Regions from separate parts of the Mus musculus genome. Here region 1 is linked to region 2. A link is a contact called in public Hi-C data. All regions are on one chromosome and are shown on one strand. Each heading gives the region's core, a stretch centred on a gene start, on an enhancer-like site or on the middle of the called end of the contact. The rest is flanking DNA. Distances are from core to core; before and after follow the strand shown. Region 1 overlaps Zdhhc14 (zinc finger, DHHC domain containing 14). Region 2 has its middle 14 kb from the start of Gm29050.

Region 1 (6,821 bases), core at 3,202-5,701, 360 kb before region 2:
CAAGATTTGAGGTAGTCATGTGTCCAGTGAAAACATATGCCCCAGTTTCATGGTTGTCCAGGAGTGGTCATGGGAGTTCACTTTGATCACGGAGCAGTCCGGCTGGGGGGTGGGGGTGGGGGCGGGGGTGGGGGTGGTGCTCTGGGAGCACTCTCTCAAGGAAGCAGGCTCCTGGCCTTAGCTCCTCTTCCTGGAATGTGGCTTTGATGCTAGAGCTGCAGGGCCTGCCTTGTGACTATGAACTGTCTATAGGAATAAAAGCCAGTCTAAGAAAAGCAGAATGGAACTCGGTACCTGCACTGACAAGGGCACACTGACCGTTATTTGCCTGTCTCTGTACTTACACTGCACACCTGAGAAAATAGCTAATTTTCTAAGTCACTATAATTTAGGGTTAAAAAAAAATCCAGTAGCCAAACCTAATTGCTATCTGCTTTTGTTGGGGGCTGAGGGTATGGATGAGAGTGAGTGGGCGCATGGGAGGGTGTGGATGAGGACGAGTGGGTGCGTGGGAGGGTGTGGATGAGGACGAGTGGGCGCGTGGGAGGGGTATGGATGAGGACGCGAGTGGGCGCGTGGGAGGGGTGTGGATGAGGATGAGTGGGTGCGTGGGAGGGGTGTGGATGAGGATGAGTGGGCGCGTGGGAGGGGTATGGATGAGGATGAGTGGGTGTGTGGGAGGGGCTGGGTGGAGCTGGCTTTCTGCATTGCTCTATAGTTGTTTTTCAATGGAAACACTGACACCCACAGCTTAAAGAAAGCTGATTTCTTAGCAGATGGGTGCATCTGCCCGCCCCCCACATACACAAACATTCCAGTTGAAGTTATTTATCTACTTTCGTGACTGCAAACAGGGCTGCTGTAAATCAATCTAATTTTCCATTGCTCGATTATTTTTTTAATGGCTAGATTACTGCGCCAAGCAGTTATCTTTGAAAATTTACTGGGCTGTAGAAGAGAAGGGAAAACGAGGGGAGGAGAGGGGATGGGAGGGGAGGGGAGGGAGTGTGTGTGGGGGGGAGGTGTTTGAGAAGGTGAAGGGCTTGCTATAGAGCATGTAGGCTAGGGAACTAAGAAAAAAGGAGTGATAGAGGGAGAGGAATGAGGGATGTGGTAAGTTCCCACAACAAACAAACACCATAATCATCAATTTAATTTAGTCTCAGTCTTCGGAATAGTTTTGAGGTATTGATTAGAAAATATACCCAATGTTATTTCTCTTTATGCTCTTCTTACTTGAAGAACTCAATGAGCTGAAGAGATCCTGGTGTGGACAAGAACAGAAACCCCTGGTGGGAAAGACCCTAATTCATATCCTGACACCTGCCAAATGAGCTCCAGCCCGAAGCCACGGCTGGGAGGCAGCTGGTTCAAGGCCCCAAGAGGATGCTGGGTAGGCTCGGCTCTGAATGGAACAGGTGCTAAGGCTGTATGGGCGAGTTCTTAGAAGCCCTTGAAAAGTTTCATTCTGACTTATTCCTGGAGATGCCACCAAGCCCTGTACCCCGGACACCCACTACAACCTGAATACATTCATTTCTTGCTTTTAGTCTAGAGAAGGTCCACCAGGCCTAGGGTGTGAAGCCTGCTAAGGTTTACCCACTCAGGGCTTGGCATCACATGGCTTGCACAATGGAGTTTGTAACTTGTTTTGCACTTTCATGCACACCTTATGTCAGTGTCCCTGGCTGACACAGGCAAGGACGTAACAGACTTGGTGGTATGGGTAGTTCTGAGAGGCACTCTGCTGCCTGGGGGTGGGTGGGATATAACATTGTTCTCCCAGGCTGAACAATCACATCCAGAGCTGGAATGAACATTTTTCAAGTGGGCACAGCGTGGTACTGTGCTGACTGCCCGTGGCACAGAGTGGCATGTCAGCCTGTCTGCTCAGAAGCAGGCATTCAGCCATCATCACCCTTCTCAGATCTGGACCAGGGTGCTCTGGCTAAATCCAATTTCCCAGTGCTCGGTAGGAGAATGGGAAGCAGATGGACTTTACCCCCTCTCGGCCCCTATGTGTGCTAATGGCCCAAACCTTAATAGCACGGTAAAATATTTATCTTATTTTTTTCTAGCTAGCAGCCAATCGATTGCTAACTCTCTCGAAGCATTTAGAATGCCAAGGTCCACTCAGCCACACTAGATGGACCCAGTTAATGGGAAATGCAAGCCACTTACCTCTCTGGATGGTGCCCCTCACCCTCACCGCTGAAGTAGGGCCCTAAGAGCCCAGTTGCTTATTCCCAAACAGGAAGAAAGGTCTGTGACATTCTGTGGGCTTTAAACTTTCAATTATTTTAGCCACTTGTCGTATTCAAGTTCCACACCACCTGTCCCTGAACCGTCTTGATTCATTTTTACCAAGGTCCCCAAACCCCTATTTGAAAAATGGCACCACATATGTATGGAGGATGGGTCTAGAACAGGGTGAGTGATAATAAGTATATTTGTCCCTCAGTGTCCTTAGGGGATTGGTTCCAGAGTCCCATGGAAGCTCCCATCTATGGAAGCTCAGGTCTATTAGTAAAACTGAACAATGTTTGCATATAGAACACACAAACCTCCTTCTGTGGGCATTGTCTCATCTCTAGGAGATTTATATCTAACACAATGCAGTGCAATTGAATAACATGGAAAGACAGACACACAACTCAGTGTAGATACCCTCCCCTCAAATATTTTCATGGTTGGTTGAATCCACAGTTGAAAGGGAAGATGGAGGGGCAACTGTATTCAGTGACTTATGGTTGCTTCTTGGAATTTTTTAAATGGGGCTGTTGGTATCAGGAAATTGGCAACTACTATATTAGGAGTATCGGGAATGAAAGGACTCTATAAAGACTAGCTCCCCCACCCTACCCCAAGGTATCTATAAAGACTAGCTCCCCCACCCTACCCCAAGGTATCTATAAAGACTAGCTCCCCTACCCCACCCCAAGGGTAGAAACTGGGAAAAGACCAGACCACCCTTGGGTCCAGGGTAAGGAGCAGGTGGGGGCCCGGATGTGGTTGACAAGGTGTAGGGGGAACTCTGTGGACATCTACTCATAGGTGGAGCATCTGACAGTGTGTGGTTGTGTAAGAACAGTTCTGTCTTAAATTACAAATAATTAGGTCTAGAAAACTTAAAAAAAATGGCTACATACAATTCACCTTCTCCAACTTCTACACTGCCACAGGGCATAACAGTGAAGGTGCCTCAGAGATGTCACAAGGAAGACATAAGCAGCCACTTTTCAGCATGACAATTGTCTGACTTGAATGGAATTGGTTTTAGCCCCAGTAACATTGTGTCTACTGTATTAATGAGACCTGCACCTGGTGCCGAGTCACAGAGTGCTCTGTGGATTTGCCATTGGATATGGGGCTGGGAATGAAGGCTGCAGAGCGCTGGTGAGTTTCCTGCAGCTCCTCCCGGATAGTCTGGCTCCCTAAAATGCCAGGTGACAGATGGAGTGAAGCCGCCATCTTGTTTTTGTCTCCAGTTGTGATCTATGTGACCTCAGCTCCAGGGTGGGGCTGCTGTTGCCTCATGAGGAGCATGAGGTATGCCTATGAGGTCTGTAGCGCCCCAACATCACATGGAACCGAGAAGACAGCCAGACAACATCCCGTCTCCTGGGTACCCCTCCCTCCACTTACTACACATAATTGCTGTGTGAGTGGCTCTTAGTTCATAGCAACCCCCCTTAAGCCTGTATTAAAAACAGATCAGGAAGGTGGGTGCTAAGGGCTGAGGACTGTTAGCAAGCTCAGCTCCCATCTAAGAAGCCGAACCATAACCCACAACATGAAGATTTCAACTTTGGCTGTTTTGAATTATTCCTTACCAGAGATAATGTGAACAAGTAAGTAACTACATGCAAGCTGTTGACAACTGTATACAGATCAAGAAAATAACAGAGGAGTCATTTTATTGGCTGTCCATAGGAAGGTCATTGTCACACAGGAGGCGAGGACTGCCCCATGGTGGCACAATATGACATCCATCTGAGCATTGACAGAGGGTTAAAATGTCTGTCCAGGGCAGGATAGACCCCAGGTGCCGTCTGCAACAGGGGATGCCCCCAGTAACCCTCTTCATCAGGAAACGCCCATCCTCATACAGCTAAGTCCAGTAAGTCGCGAAGGATGGCATTACCCACCGGGTTCGGTCTGTCACATTGGAAAGTATCACAAGATTAAAAAGAAGGAAAACAGAGAGACATCTTTTCTTCTGGAATACCACTGCTGTAACACAGACTATAGTGTGGCATGCAATCCCATGTCTGGCCGGCTTTTCCCTTTGGAACTTTTGTTTCGTTTTGTTTTAATGAACAAATGGAACGGCGGGTGGATTTCAATTAGTAGCTGTAACATTAGGTCCAATTTCAGTCTGGCCACCAGTGTCGAAAATTTTCCTCGTGTCTGTCCCAAAAGCAGCCGACAGAGGGCGCTGCACGCTGCATCCACGCTGCCTCTTTCAATTCCAGGCTCCTCCCATTGAGGGAGTCTCCTCTTCCCGGTCCACTCTGCAGATTCCAAACAAAACGTCCTCTTGGCTATGTCCAGTAATTTGTTTTTGTTTGTCACCTGTGGTCCCCAGGGCTGGCCATGCAGGTCACACGGAGCTGAGCTTTACCAAGCCCCTCACGGAGTCTTCGTGCAGGGAGTCCTGGCTGGCCAGACCCAACATGTGCATGGTACGGCTATGTGCTAGAGGGCTGCCTGCCCCCAGCATCCTTGGCGGTGAGGGTGCCTCATCTGGGGTCAGAAACTGATGGCCCCCATGCTCATCCTTCAGGGGCATAATGTCTGAGAGTGTGGCCTCCGTGGCAAGGTTGGGCATGGAGGAGGGTGGTGTGGGCTGGCCCAGCGTCAGGCTAGCACATGGGGTGCCCAGGCCGGGTTTCCCAGGCATATGCAGCTCTTCGCTGGTGAGGCTGGGCTCGCTCTGAAGCAGGGGCGTGGCTGCGGCCTGCAAAACGAATTTGGTGCTCTGAATGCACTGGTCTTGGTCGCACTGGAGAACAGCAGCAGGAGCCAGCAAAGAAAAGGTGGAAAGGAGATGAAAAAGGAGAGGGTGGGACGGGGGAGGGGGTAGGTGAGGGAGAAGAGAAACCATTAGTATCTTGTCAGTAAGGCAGAGGCAAGGAGCAGACATTAGGAGAGACCCTAGCACATGACACATACACACTTGTGTGGCAGAATAAAGTACTCTAGTGAGCAGGTACCTCTGTGGGCCTCCAGGGTGCAATATTAGCTACATTATAGCCTCTATGCCCTTGATTCCAAACTTAAAGGATGTCATTTATAGGCAATCCCAGAAAAGGGTCACAGGATTTCCCACCCACAGCAATAGAGACCACAGCTTCTTGTAGTTTGAGAACTTTAGTTTCTGTGTATGTGTTTGTTTGTGAAGTGCAAGCAAGTATGTATGCATGTGTACATGTAGTGTGTATGTGTGTGTCCACGTGCGCGCACGCACTTACATGTATGGAGGATCAAGTGCATGAAGCTGTTTGTTTGTTTGTTTAAGCAAACCAACCACTACCACACATGATGTGCAAATATTGGTAAATATTGGCTTTCCTTGGCTTAGTGGTCCCTGAGTTTTAAGTCACTACCAAACTACATACTAATAGCCCTGTTATTGCTAATAGGCACAACCAGAGGTGCCTCTCATCATTGGCGGCCCATGGGAACACATACAAGGCAGCCCTAGTGGGAGTAGAGAGCAACCGTCTGAGGTTGCAGATCTCTATTTCATGCCCCGTTGTGTGTGCACCCTTCCCAGAGCATGCCTTTTGTAAGTTCCCCGCCCTGTCCATGAGCCTAGAAGAGAAGGCTGAGGCCCCAAGGAGTTAGTAGTTTATTAGAAGTTTAAAGTCTTTGACTCCAGGCTGGAGCCAGACTTAAAGGGAAGCCCAGCAGAGGATGACAGCCTTGGGGATGGGGAATCGGGTCTCACCCAGCCAACGGAATGTCAAAGAAATGTGGAGATGGAGGGGAGGGCTGGGGGGAGCAAGGAGGAGGGGACTGAATGAGGAGATGCTATTCAAAGGGATGAGAAGACTGGGAAAAGCAGCTGGAACGGCTGTTGGTTAAACTCCATGAGCCACTAACGTATACATTGTCCAGTCTCCCCAATCATTCCTGCCCCACACCAGAGCTATCAGAGCATTAGAGAAGCACTCTAATCTTCCAGGGCAGCAGGCAGGGTTATGCCCAGGCACCACTGTCTGCTTTGCATAGCACATGAGCTTGGCCCTGATGGGGCAGCCTCATTGATTAAACATATGCTTCCAGGATATCAGGCTCAGAGAGATACGTTGTAAGACTGCTCTGTGACAATCACCATTTAAGATTCCTGCTGGCAGAGACATGCTGGCTCCTCAAATACCCCAGCTTATGAAAGCTAGGCACAGTGCCACAGGTACCCTGCCAATGAACCTGGGCCACAAGGCAGGCCAGAAGGCTCCAGCTGGGAAAGCAGTGGCCTTTTCTGGATGACAGATTCTTGCTGTCATCAGGTACAGTCAGGACTCTTGCTCATGTGCACACCATCCGCCATCACTAAGGAAGGAAGAGAGTGCTTGTCTCTGTTGACTGAAGTAAATCCTTCACATTGGAAACTAACTGGCGAATTCTATCTGAGGGACCAGCCCACGTCTTCTGACTGGTTCTTACAGACTCCCAGGAAAAAGAAGTGCTGGGATCGCATGTGCAGCCACAATACCCTGTCACTCAGTGTTCTGAATCCCCCCATCGCTGGCCCATTCTCGCCCCCAGTCATTTCCCCATCTGAGCCAGGCAGCAGAGCTTATGAGTACCCAATA
Region 2 (6,700 bases), core at 1,547-4,046:
CTTTTTAGAAGCCGACAGGGTATAAATTATAAATAAAAATAACGGCTGCTAAAATCCTCCCGTCGCCGCTTTCTTATTTCGGGAGGTATCTGAAATCCTGACTTGGCATTGAAGATAAATTCAACACAAAACATCTTGTGCACCAACATATTTTTAAGTTTTCGTTTCTATAAAAGATCTCAGCTTGCTGCAAGCCCAGGCACCTAACTTCTCCAAGCAGCCGGTAAACAGAGGCAGTAAGCAGAGCCCTCCACAGGGGCACACCTCTTCCTTAAGCAAGCGCTGTTTAAAATCCTGGATTAGACAAAGGATTAATTTCACCTGAACTAGGGAAATTAGCATATGAAAAACATCTTTGTCTTTGTCTTGGGCTGTTATTATTTTGTTTTGAAGTATTATCCTATGAGGTTAGATATTTCACTATTTCCCATGAAGAAACTGCACATACTCACCTGTGCTTGGGGGCACACACAGGCCAACCTCCAATCAGGTGTGGCTCCTGTAGGCTACCATGAAGCCCTCCAATCAGGTATGGCTCCTGTAGGCCACCATGAAGTCCTGCTTGCTTTCCTAACCACAATCTAGAAGGCAAGCTCAGTCCTAAGAGTTGTTCATAAAGTTTCTTTTTAATTTTTTAATTTTTAATTATGTGCATATGCATGTGTTTGAGTGTGGATTTGTGTACGTGAGCGTAGCACCCTTAGAGGATGTCCGATCCACTAGAACTGGTGTTACAAGTGGACTGGACTCTGGTCCTCTTCAAGAGCGGTACAAGCTTCTAACGGCCGCACTCTGTCTGCAGCTTCACAAATGACAAGGTTTTGGTGCCTCTACCTCAACTCCTCTGAATCCAGTTTGTCCCTGATCCTGGCCAGGTGGCCTGTGTTACTACCTCTGCCCTCTCTGGAGCTCCATGGCTCACTCATTCCTCTGCCATGACCTTAGTTATCTATTGTGGTGGTTTGAATATGCTTGGCCCAAGGAGTGGTGCTGTTGGGAGGTGTGTCCTTGTTGGAGGAAGTTGTCACTATCTATGGGCATGGGCTTTGAGAGAGCCTCTTCCTAGCTGCCTGGAAGCAATCTTCTCCTGTTTGCCTTTAGAATGAGACATAGAACTCTCAGCTCCTCCAGCACCATGCCTGCCTGAATGCTGCCATGCCTCCTACCATGATGATAATGGCCTGAACCTCTGAACCAGTAAGCCAGCCCCAATTAAACGTTGTCCTTTATAAGACTTGCCTTGGTCATGATGTCTCTTTACAGCAATGGAAACCCTAGCTAAGACACCTACCTCTCTCATCTTGGGCCATCCTTCAAACCAAGCTTACCTGGGCTCCTCTGGGTGGATTTGATTTTCTTCCTTTTAAACCACAGGAATGGAAGGCCAGCTACCTAGAGAGGTACCAAGTTCTAACTGTGGGTCACAGTTCAAACAGATCTCCCTACTTCAGCATCTCAGTTGCTGAGATTAGCAGAGATGTGTCACCACATGAGAAATGGCTCTCTCTTAATAACAGCCTTGAAAATGTATTCGCAAAACAATAGCCAAAGCCATAGCTGTGGGCATGTCTGTGGAGGAAGGTCTAGATTCCTTATTGACGAAGAAAGACCCAGCCCATTGTGAACAGCTCTGTTGGGTCTCAGGCAATCCATATATCCAGTTTGAGCTCATTTCTGGATATTTGCACAGCCTGAGACCTTGCATCCCAGCCTTTTGTTGATGAGGGATGGTGTAGTCTCTTCTGCAGCTACTTCTTGGCTGGTGAGGACCATCCTGGTAGTCCAGGAAGCTGGAATGCAAGGCAAAAGTGGGGAGGGCCTGGGAGCTAGCAGCATCTGGACGTACGCATGGCCTGAGACCTGACAGACACATGGTCTGGGCCTCTTGGGCTGTTTAAGAAGAAAGAGCACAAAGAGGCAAGGGTCCATCGTGTATCTCTGCTCTAGACTAGGGATGGGATCTGACCAGCTGCCCTTAACCTCTCTCGATGGTAGTCTCTAACCCGTCACCGAAAGCCAAATAAACCCTTCCTGAACTATGCCGCTTTGGGTGGTGATATTTTTTCACAGCAACAGAAACGGAACTAGAAAGCTAGAAAAAAAAAAGACCATCTTTATTAATTTTGTGAATTTAAGCAATATCTTTGCCTACACTTGCCTAGAGATCTAAATAAAATCGTTAAGCAGTTCCTGTTCCAACCCCTACCACAGGGAAGTATTCTCCTTACTGGGTCCCCACCTCAAGCATTGCCTGCCCATGGGCCACTCAGGCTTCCTGGTCACGGAGACCCTCAGTGTTGGTCAGCTCACAGTCCCCATACCCGGATGCACGCTGGGCATATCTGCTATGTTTGAGGTGAGACTTTGAAAGTCGTTGTAAAGTCCCACCCCTCCTTCTTATAACCTATTTTAGAAACAGGGGCATTTTAGATATAATCAAATTCGGGTGAAGTTATATTTGATTATTTGCAACAACTACTGTACTAACAAACAGAGAAGCATAGATCTGCCCAGGGACAATGCCGCATGGAGACCGACATAGGACAACTGCGGTGAAGGGTCTTCTAGTGAACCTCCCTGGAGCCTTCAGAGTGCTCTATGAACACCTTGACTTTGGATTTGCATCCACTAGAAACAAGAAATAATTCATTTCTGAAAATAATACGATCTCTAAGCCTCTCAGTTTGTAGCACTTCAGCGAAGCTGCCCCAAATGAGCATCCCTGCTCCTGTACACCAATGCAGGGTGCTTGGCACACCAGCTGGGCTTGTTGAGCAGGTCACTCACAGACCCACTGGGGCCTTGGGACAGGCAGTCATCCTGTCGCGCTTTTCGGACGCCCCACGAGGACATTCCGAGTAAGCTACGCCTTCCCTGTCAGTTGTGTCCCCCTTTATCATTGTGCCCAGGTTTCTCCCTGTGTTTTCAAGGGCACAGCGCGGACTTCCTGATATAGCTGCAAACGCCAAGTGTCATTCAGGCTTTCTGCCAGCAGAGGGCGGACGAGCTGCGGGCTGGCTGCTGCTGCTGTGGATATACTACGTGGGGCTTCGGGCCAGGACACCACCGCGTTAAGACAAGGGATGCTGTCCCAGCCCGGAGGCCAGGGCCTCTGGCTGTGCTCTGCTCTTTCCGTGAACCCTGAAAATTAAGTCCAGTAGAGCATTCTAGAGTCGCCCAAGACACATTCAACTCTGATCGTCCTATGCGCCCGGTGGTCACACTGCTGAGCAGTTCTTGACCACACCCCAGATCTTCCGCACAGGCCACTCCAAGCGTGGGTGTAGGTACTGCCGGAATCCATGACCTGGAGAGAAGGGTGGGCCGTGTCCTCCCAGGACAAGCCTCTCTGGCGACACTCCGTCACCCTGCTGAGTTTGGGTTCCCTCTCATCTCATGCTCCCGCAGTATGGAGAAGCCTCTTCCATAGTCAGTAACAAATCTGTAGGGCGAAGGCCTTTGCCACCAGAGTGGTGCTTCCCTTGGGATCTCTGTGAATGACTATCACCTTGGTACAAACAACTTCATGTTCCAGCCAAAATAAATGGGGGTGGGGAGGGATGTCAAGCCAAACTAACAGCCACCTGAAACCCCATCTTTACTCCATCAGTAATAGTACTGACATTTTGCTATGCGTGCCCCACATTCTCCTGTCACTTGCACGTGTGGGTGTCTGCTCTCGACACTGTAATTTGCTTTTCCAACAAAGGGCACTGAAGGGACACTTGAGAGTCCCAAAAAGAGCTGTTGGGGTAGCTTATATGGCAAAGGTGCTTGCCGCCAAGCCTGGTCCTCGTTCCATCCCTGGAATCCATGTGGAACCCCTGGAACAGACTCTGACCTGCTCACTTGAGACATGGCATATGGGTACATATGCAGAAACACAACCACACAACCACACACACACACACTAATGAAATTAAAAAAAAAAAAAAAGAGCTGTCCACTCTGAAAGGAAAGGGAGTAGGCTGGCTGGCAGGCCAGGGACTGTCCCTGTGAGCCTGTCACCCTGAGTCATCTGAGGGCTTGTCCCTAAAGTAGGGCTTTTTTTTTTTTTTTTTTAGGAAAATCCAATTCCTATCCCTGCCTGGTCCCTCTGCAGCTCCTGGGTGTCTTTATCTGGTATGAATTTAAATCTGAAAAGATGTAAAAGAACTCTGTATTGACACACAGAGAACTCCACACCTCTTTTTCCTCACGCTGGCAGAGAGCCGTGGAGGGGTGGGAGGGTGACTGCCTCCCCCAGACAACATTCAGTGATGCCTGGCTGGAGACATTTTAGTTGTCACGACTGGGGAAATGCCATGGCTGCTGGCGGGTAGAACAGAACCCACTCCCCTAGCCCCCCAAAAAGAGAATTGGTCACTCCAAATGTTGACAGTCTCGAATTGAGAAATATTATTCCAGGTATTCCTAGACACTCCCTTAGGGCCCAAGAGACCTTAAACCTTGATCTAACTCGGTACCGCCAGGTAACAATGGCCTTGACCCAGAACCCCCAGGCCTTGTCCCTTGGCCCAGGACATAAAGAGTTGGTGATGAAGGCAGGCAAAAGGTTGCAAGGCAGGTCTGCCAGGCAGTGTGTGGGTGTCGGGGTGACTGTCACTGGGGTTGGCTTCCTGTTTCATCCTCTTTATTGCGCATGGATTCAGGCCAGTTCCTAAGGTACTGCAGGAAGATGGATCTCATCCCAGGAGTCTTTTCTTCCCAGGTGCTCTACGCAGCACAGCACCAGCAAACCTTCCTTACCCCGAACGGCACTTTGAGAGCTCAAAGGAGCCAAAGGAGCCTTGGGTGTTTTCATTTGCAACCGTCTTCTTTCCCAGGTAGGAGTCCAGTCTGGGTTCATGCAAGGCCTCAATGCCTCAGTTTCTTGGTTAGTAAATTACAAGTAATAACATCTGCCGTCTGCCTCGGGCACTTTCACACACATTATCTCTCCAGCTCTCAACACCCTGGGAAGAGAGCGGCTCGCCCACTCGAAGGCACCTGGGCTCTGACTTCAGGTACCTTTCCCCAAGCTACAGGACCAGCAGAGCAGGTTCTGAGGAAGGCAGGCAATATAACTCGATTCCCTCACGCTGTGAGCAGGCTGCATGCGCCTACCACTAGGTCTTGGGTCTGCTGCCAGATTGAATCACTTATAACCCCCTGCAAAATCAAGATGCCTTAAAACTCTAGTGTTTTTTGCTCCTGAGATGCTCAGATACTACCGTGGAGGGTCTTTTTACTGCAGAATCTGAGAGTCTTGGTCTTGAGTACACATCTCTCAACCATTTGTGAGGCTCAGGATGAGTCTGTTCCAAGAAATGTTCAAAGGGTTAGCATGAGGCCCAGTTAGAGTGACTGGCAATCACACACTAGGCCTTAGGGCTCAGTCTCTAGCTACAGCACAAAACTGGGTGCGGTGACACAGCTTGGAACAGCAATGCTCAGGAGGTAGATACTGGAGAGGAGGCAGGAGTTCAAGGGCATTCCCCAGCCTTGTGTACATGAGATCTTGCGGGTGGGCTCGGGGGTGGGGGTGGGAGTGAGGGCAGGATGTCAGAAAAGGTTGATGCCTGTCAATCTGCTGCTCCAGAATCTTGAGTTTGGAGACAGCCTGGACTAGAAAGACCCCACTATCCTCCTGGTGCTATGATAAAATATCATGACCCAAAACAACTTATAGAAAAGGAGCTTATTAAAGACTTGTGTTTCCAGGGGGGGGTGATAGAAGCCCATCCCGGTGGGAGGGAGGGATGTCACTGAGTGGCAGTGTGACAGAGAGGACAGAAGCCTGAGAAACCATGTAATAGCATCAAACATGAAGGAGAGAGAGAACTGGAAAGGGGTGTAAGGCTACAAACTCTCAAAGCCCTGCCCCTGGTAATATCACTTCCTCCAGCAAGGTTGGTTGCACCACTGTCCCTAAACGGACCCATCAACTGAGGAGCAGATGTTCAAACACTTGAGGCCAAGGGACACATTTCTCATTTCTCATCACATTCTACTCCCTGGCCCCATAATCTTGTGGCTAAACCATGGTGTAAAATGTTTTAACTTTACTCCAAAAGTCATCATAGTCTTTCAGTCTCAATACTGTTTTAAAATCCAAGTCTATAGTCTCTTCCGAAGCTCAAGATGGTCTCTTAACTATAACCCCCTGCAGTGTCAAAAGGCAAGCTACATACTTCTGACATAAGAGTGAAGAATGGGGGATAGTCAGGAAATACTGGACCAAAGCAAGACCAAAACCCAGATGGGCAAACACCAAATCTTGTAGCACTATATCCAGTGTTTGGGGCTTCAAATGGCTTCAAAGTCTCCACCCCCACGGTTTTGCTATCCAAGGCATACATCTCTCTTGGCCTGGTTCCATCCCATATATGCAGCTCTCTATGGCAGATGTCTCATGGCTGTGGCATCTCCAACATCATGGGCAGCGGGGGGGGCTCCACTAGAGCCCAACCTTTACATTCATAGAGCCGTTTACTGGCCTTTCAGGGTCTGTTGCTCTCTTAAAGGGTCTTCACATCATCCTCTGGCTGGCCTCAGCATCTCTCTGAAAACTTTGGAGAAAGAACCCATGATCCCTTTACTCCTGAATCCTTCATCACATGGACAATACTGTCAAGTTTGGCTACCAGCCTGAGATGGACCCTGGCCCACCTTGAATCACATTAGAAACAGCTTACTTGCTTTTCTTTCTTTCTTTCTT

The links. Hi-C and Micro-C count contacts between places; a contact is called where the count stands out from the background.
Region 1: a Hi-C map of bone marrow-derived macrophages shows a contact between it and region 2, with 17 read pairs. The contact joins two enhancer-like sites. A contact is called at or near these places in 1 of 15 datasets of contacts at CTCF or cohesin (embryonic stem cells), 3 of 484 Hi-C or Micro-C datasets (bone marrow-derived macrophages and embryonic stem cells) and 7 of 115 datasets of contacts at active chromatin or transcription factors (astrocytes, embryonic basal ganglia, embryonic stem cells and 3 more).

Annotation. Positions count from the first base shown.
Region 1 is chr17:5,750,876-5,757,696 of GRCm38.p6, reverse strand. It overlaps Zdhhc14 (zinc finger, DHHC domain containing 14), which reads right to left. Exons shown (of 9, transcript NM_146073.3): 9 at 3,806-5,005. The coding sequence ends at 4,604. Among named protein-coding and RNA genes, the nearest start is that of Gm41519, 16 kb to the left of the region's middle. Within about 2 kb of position 4,451, at least 67 of the 459 cell types and tissues checked have an H3K27ac peak or open chromatin away from gene starts, as enhancers often do. A contact at or near this core is called in bone marrow-derived macrophages, where this site is marked.
Region 2 is chr17:5,393,922-5,400,621 of GRCm38.p6, reverse strand. No RefSeq gene overlaps it. Among named protein-coding and RNA genes, the nearest start is that of Gm29050, 14 kb to the left of the region's middle. Within about 2 kb of position 2,796, at least 39 of the 459 cell types and tissues checked have an H3K27ac peak or open chromatin away from gene starts, as enhancers often do. A contact at or near this core is called in bone marrow-derived macrophages, where this site is marked.